Linked DNA regions of Mus musculus: region 2 is linked to region 1. The links are chromatin contacts, called in public promoter capture Hi-C maps. All regions are on one chromosome and are shown on one strand. The core of a region is the stretch at or near the end of the contact, and the rest is flanking DNA. Distances in the headings are between cores, read along the strand shown. Region 1 holds the start of Rpa1 (replication protein A1). Region 2 overlaps Slc43a2 (solute carrier family 43, member 2).

Region 1 (3,095 bases), core at 45-2,544:
CCGCAGCTCTGTAAAGTCAGAACATGAAGATTCAGCTTTCTATTAATGCATAGTTCTAGAAAATCGAGATTTCATCCTACCAAGTGACACGCAACCAAAATCATTTCTTCTGGGGTTTTCTATAGCTGTTGATATGCTGAAGGAGAGTTAATCTGTGGTGTGGTACCAATTCACCCAGACATATTCTTTGGAACTGTTTGAGAAACTATAGTAGGTTGTGGTTGTACAAACAGAGATCAAAATACCAGTAGATGGCTACTATTCCAGTCTTTCTAGACCTGTTTACCTTAGTTGCCCAAAGTTTTCCAGACTTCTTACTCCAGCAACTATGAAGTTAAATATTTTCATTTCTTAGACGGCTCAGTTTTCTGTTTTGATCTCCAGGTCTTTCTTTCAGTTCATATAGCCTCTCTCCCTTTTTATTTTTATTACTTTTTTTTTTTGAGACCGGATCTTATGTTAGCCTGGCTGGCTTCGAACTCAGAGATCTGCCTGCTTTTACCTCGAATGCCACCACGCCTGGGTCCCAAATTTTGATTTTTCAGGGTCTCATTTAGTTCAGGTTGACCTCGAACTCAACGGTGTTAAGGGTGACCTTGAACTTTTGCTGCTTCTACATCCCAAAGGCTGGGATTACAAACAGATCAGAGCCAGCCAGCACGCCAGGCTCTCCAATACTTTTGCATAGGCCATTTGGGCTTTTAGGAACATCACTATCCTCACTGGAATCCACCTGACAAATTTCTACACACACTTTAACTCAGTTCAAACCGCATCGCCTCTCGAAAGCCTGATTGATTTTTGACCCCCACTCTGGAGCTCCACATGTGTGGCCCATATCGCGTCTACCATCCTTGAGGCTGGGTTCCTTGCGGCCACAACTCTCAGGTGGAACTCAAGAGGGCGGAGACTGAGTCTGATTTACCTTGTTTATCCCACAGTGCCAAGCTCTGGGCCTGGCACCGGCGCCGGGCACGCACTGCGTGAAGAAGTACCCAGGTCACTGCTTTGACTATATTTAGCAGCAGTTACCAGGGGAGAGCTCCGACTGTTCCCTGGGTTGCCATTCTGTCTGTCCGCCAAAGGACTGGGCGGGCAAAGTTCCGACAGCTGGCGGGGGAACAACTCAGTAGCACCGCGCTGACACAGGCGCACTGCGACCCAGCGCCCCGCCCTCACGTCCCGCCATCCCGCCACTAGGCCTCGAACCCGGCCTCGGAAGAGTCACGTGCTCTGCCTGCCGCGCGGTAGCCAATGCGGTGGCTATCGGCGTCTAGGCCCGCCCCTCGCACCGCGCTCACGCTGGGGGCGGATCGGCACGCACAGTTGCTCTAGCCAATCGTTGAGCAGCCCGCGGGACCCCGGCAGAGAAGCTCAGGCGGTGCAAGAGCGCGAGCGCGGGAGTTAGCGGTGCAGCCATGGTGGGACACCTGAGCGAGGGGGCCATCGAGGTAAGGAGACGACCCTGAGCGGGCTCGATGGCCCTAGCAGCGCGGCCTTGGAGCGGTGCAAAGAGGACCCGGGGAGGGAGCCGCTGTCGATCGGGAGAGCGTCAGGGAGGAAATTATACGGCCGCGGGGGAGCATCCCGGGGTCTCTAAGACCATCAGAGGATGCTGGAGGCAACCCGGTACTGGCAGAAGAACTCACGAGTTTTTTTAGTTTGTTTACATCTAAGAAAACAAGACAAATAAACATGCCGCTGTCTATCTTCGGCGGCCTCTGTTTCCTCCCTTTCTCCATCACCCCAAACTTTTTGGACTTGTTTTCGGCTGTTTTACTTCTTTTACATCCTCCTAACTCATTATTGCTACTAGACATCTCTCTGGTCACGAGAGAGAAAACGCTGACCGAAGTCACCAGTGGCTTCCCAGTAGCCAAATCAGAAGACATTTTAAAATTTTTCAGCCGACCTAATTGTTTGAGCTTGTTGGCTTCTTTCTGCTAACACTCCTCTCTTGCTAGTGTTCTGTGTTTCATGTTGACAACTTTTTCCTTATTTTACCGGCAAACCCCATAGATTTTTTTGTCGAGCCAAGGCCCTCTGCAGACTAGTTTATAGCCCTTCACCTGCATGTTATTAATTCTTTCCTGCTGAGCTTCCTTCGATCTGCCCTCTATCTTCAAAGTCATTTTCAATTGAACATATATCAGAGCAAATCCTTTATGTCCCTCTAAGTCTGAATTTTAAAAAAGAGTGTGTGTGCGCGTGCGCCAGTGTGTAGTATGTACACATATGTATGACATCTTGGGGATGGCGAATGTGCGTCGGATGCCAGAGGACAACTCTGGGACGTTGTTTCTCTTCCCACTCCGCTGTGGATTCTGTGGATTGAGCTCAGGTAGCTGGGCTTACACAGCAGGCACCTCTACCACAGAGCATCCTTTTGCCCGACTCTGGACACCTAGTCCATCACCAGTTGAAGTATATTTTAACTCCACACTTAACTTTTCCATCCCCACTGGAATAGTCTTTTTTTTTTTTAAAGATTTATTTATTGATTATATGTAAGTACACTGTAGCTGTCTTCATACACTCCAGAAGAGGGAGTCAGATCTTGTTACGGATGGTTGTGAGCCACCATGTGGTTGCTGGGATTTGAACTCCTGACCTTCGGAAGAGCAGTCGGGTGCTCTTACCCACTGAGCCATCTCACCAGCCCTGGAATAGTCTTTTGTTGGCTGAACTAGTCAATTTCAGTCAGCACACTCTTCTCACAGTCTCCTTGCCAGGCCTTGTTTGTTTTTTTCTTTTTAAATATATTTTTGCTCTAGAGGCCATTGATAGTTCCAGTTTCTTTTGCTACCACAGTGTTCCTGTTCAGCTCAGTTGTTACTGAGTTGGTTGGCAAAGTAACTAGCCCAAATCCATGCATTTGGAGACTCCAACTCCTTTTTGTTCACTTATGTATGGCTTTGGGCAACATTCCAAACTCTTTCCCTTGTTTGTAAAAATGAGGCTGAAGCCGAGCAAGGGGCTAGTTGGAGGACTGAGTTTCTAGATTTAGTGTTTAGCTTCTGCTAGTACAGCTAGCAATCATCACAGGTGTACATGTTTATTTGGTAAATATTAGCTACTTTGTATTTCATTCAGGA
Region 2 (2,941 bases), core at 258-2,757, 220 kb before region 1:
CTGACACTTTTTTTGTTTGTTTTGTTTTTTTAGATAAGGTTTTACTGTGTAGCCAAACTGGACTCAAAATCATAATCTTCCTGCCTCACTCTGTCTAGTCCCTGAGATTGTGGGAGTGTATCAGGATTTCCATCCCCCTCCGCCCCCCGTTTTGTCTTTTTTAAGACAGGGTGTCTCTGTGTAGCCATGGCTACCCTAGATAAAATTCGCTCTGTAGACCAGGCTGGCCTTGAACCCACAGAGATTCACCTGCCTCTGCCACCTGAGTGCTGGATATTGAATGCACAGGGGAAGAAGAGAACCAACTCCTGACCACTGTGTGCTACTTCCACGCTAGCAGCAAGCATCTCTTCCTGCTGAGTTGGTCCCATCGAAAGGTTTTTTTATTTCAGTGAAATACCAGAAGATTAAGCTGCGTGTGACGTAGTTCCAGTCCCGGGCTGAGACAGGAGGACCACCTACTGTCTGAAGCCAACCCTGTCTACCAAGTAAGTCCCATGCCAGCCTAGTCTACCACATCTCAAAAACAAAACAAAACAAAACAAAACAAAAACAAAAAATGTTCTACTAGGTAGGGTGGTTCACACTTGTAGTCATAGCTACAGGAGACTAAAGCAGGCAGGTACCTGGAGAGGCTAAACAGCAGCGAGCAAGGCTCATCTAGATCTACTGCCCCTAACCCATGCAGGCCTCCAATGTGCCCTGCAACCTCAGAGGACTCTGAACCTTGCCTTTCCACTTCCACCTCTGAGTGCTGGGATCACAGGCAGTCATCGCTGTGCAACTTATGTGGTGCAAGTGCCATGAGCGCTAAGAAAGCACTCTACCATCAAGACCCCCTATATTACCAAAAAAAAAAAAAAATTGTTCCAGGGGTATAAAGTTAGGAAATTATAGCCAGGCAGTGGTGGTGTACAACTTTGATCCTGCAACCTCTCGAGAAGCAGAAGCAGGCAGATCTCTGTGAGTTCGAGGCCAGCCTGGTCTACAGAGTGAGTTCCAGGACAGCCAGGGCTACACAGAGAAACAGTCTCAAAAAAGAAAAAAACCAAAACCAAAACCAAAACAAACAAATAAAAAAGTTAGGGAACTATCATTAGATTAAACAAAGCTTAAGGTCTTCTCCTCCTAAGGCCCTGAGGTCATTACCAAGGCCCATCATGATTTTTTTTTTGCTCATTACATTCGGCTTCTTTCCACTTCTCCCCTCTGAGAAGCCATTAGTTGCCAGGAGCTTTTCCCTCTGTGAAAGCCAGCCTTCCTGTCCCTGCGGATAACTGGTATTTGGCCCCTTGCAAGGACTGCGTTATCTTTCCCTGGGTAAAAACAAGTTAGCCAACAAAAGAAAGTGGCAGGCCGGTGAGACTGCCAACAAAGATTTGCCACCGAGTGTGTTTGTCCTGCTTGCTCAGGATGACTAAAGCTGACTCAGCCAGGCCTGGGGAAGTCCTGACTTTCTCTGCGCAGCAAAGCCCCTCGTCAGCTCAAGACCTGCTACTGTTTTCCTGTGGGTTATCAGTTCTGTTTCCCAGAGTGAACAAGCCTCAACTGGAGTACTTCGTTCCTGGGAAGCCTCTGTTTTCCCTGGTTCCCAGGGCAGGACATCGATCATAGAGTAGGCCCCCACTGACCCGTAGTCCTCAGTCGGGACAAAGGTCCTCCCTCAGCCCCCAGGTTGTCCAAGTGCCAAGCTAGTCCCTTTGGATCAGGGATGTGACGGGTGGGGCTGGGCTGCTGTCTTCGGCTCTGGGTCGTGTTCTCAGCAGACAGCCCGCAGTCCTCCCCACTGGCACTGAAAGCATTCACCCCACACCCGAAACACAGCGCTATTTCAGTCCTCTCCCTCCTTAGCCGGGAAAACCCTGATGGGGACATGAAAGAACAGTCAAGCTGGCCGTGACAAGACAAGCCAGCAGGGCCTCAGACACGGCAACTTCACAGCCCTACTGATGTGATCTAGGTCACAAAGTACATAAGCTGGAGGGGACGGAGGGCTTTATTGGGCTGGTGAGAGTAGCAGCACTGCCCTACCCTGGAGGGATGCATCAAGGAAGGCCCAGAGGTATGTGTGTGTGTGTGTGTGTGTGTGTGTGTGTGTGTGTGTGTGTAGTGGGGGACACTTACCTGTCTTCTGGTCCCCCCTGACCAGGAACTCAAGGATGCTGTTCATAGCCCCCATGTAGAAGATAAGTCGCAGCTGTGTGACACACATGGTGACCAGGCTGAGCACCAGGAGGGGGCTGAACACACTGTGCATAAACGATGGGGCCGCTGTGGGAAGAAGGCATAAAGCTCAGGTTCAGGAAATATGGCCCATCCAGCACCCAGGGCCTGGGGAAGGGACGAAGGCTCAGTGTGTGGACTATGCTGGCGGTGAGGGACAGTGAAGAGCCCCGCTGAGGTCTGTGGTCTTGATGCTCATCAGCAGACCCCCTAAGCTCTGCGGAACTCAGTGTAACCAGGTCCCTCTCCCCCTTTAAGACAGAATAGGTATGCAGTGAGAAGATACCCAGAGTCTCAGTCAGTGATTACCAATCAAGGGGGCTGTGGGCTAGACCTGCAGTGTAAATGCAGCTACCCTCCCCCTGCCCCCGGGTCTCTTGGGCCAACCTGGATAGGGACAGTCATGTTTTGGGTACCTGCAGCATCAGGCTGGCACTTCACCTCCAGGTCCACAGTGGACAGACACAGCTTGTGGCCCTCCTGCAGGGCGGCTTGCTCCTTGGCAGTCCGCATAGAGCTGCCCACGCTCAGACGGCGCCCCACTGTGGTCACCTGCTTGTAGAACTGCTTCCCTGTGATCTTGTGGTCAAAGCCTAGCCAGCTGAACTTGATCTTCACCCTAGCAGCCATAGGAAGGGTGTTTGTAGGTTGCTGCCCGGTCCCTGGCTGGTGTGAGGGTAGGGCAGAGAGCATGCCTAACTTACGAGTAGTCCATGTC

Evidence for each region. Promoter capture Hi-C pulls out the DNA fragments that hold promoters and counts their contacts.
Region 2: a contact with region 1 is called in a promoter capture Hi-C map of liver. The contact joins the enhancer-like site here to the promoter of Rpa1 in region 1. A contact is called at or near these places in 5 of 39 promoter capture datasets (the C10 cell line, the HPC-7 cell line, embryonic stem cells and 1 more), 4 of 484 Hi-C or Micro-C datasets (B cells, CD8 T cells, the HL-1 cell line and 1 more), 4 of 115 datasets of contacts at active chromatin or transcription factors (embryonic limb bud, embryonic stem cells, memory CD8 T cells and 1 more) and 3 of 9 other capture datasets (adipose tissue, liver and pancreatic islet).

What each region holds. Positions count from the first base shown.
Region 1 is chr11:75,346,582-75,349,676 of GRCm38.p6, reverse strand. Rpa1 (replication protein A1) reads left to right here and starts at 1,294. Exons shown (of 17, transcript NM_026653.2): 1 at 1,294-1,451. The coding sequence starts at 1,419. Smyd4 (SET and MYND domain containing 4) reads right to left here and starts at 1,244. Exons shown (of 11, transcript NM_001102611.1): 1 at 926-1,244; 2 at 1-8.
Region 2 is chr11:75,562,892-75,565,832 of GRCm38.p6, reverse strand. It overlaps Slc43a2 (solute carrier family 43, member 2), which reads right to left. Exons shown (of 14, transcript NM_001199283.1): 7 at 2,928-2,941; 8 at 2,640-2,842; 9 at 2,125-2,271. Among named protein-coding and RNA genes, the nearest start is that of Mir3971, 13 kb to the right of the region's middle. Within about 2 kb of position 1,507, at least 125 of the 459 cell types and tissues checked have an H3K27ac peak or open chromatin away from gene starts, as enhancers often do. A contact at or near this core is called in the HL-1 cell line, adipose tissue, liver and 3 more, where this site is marked.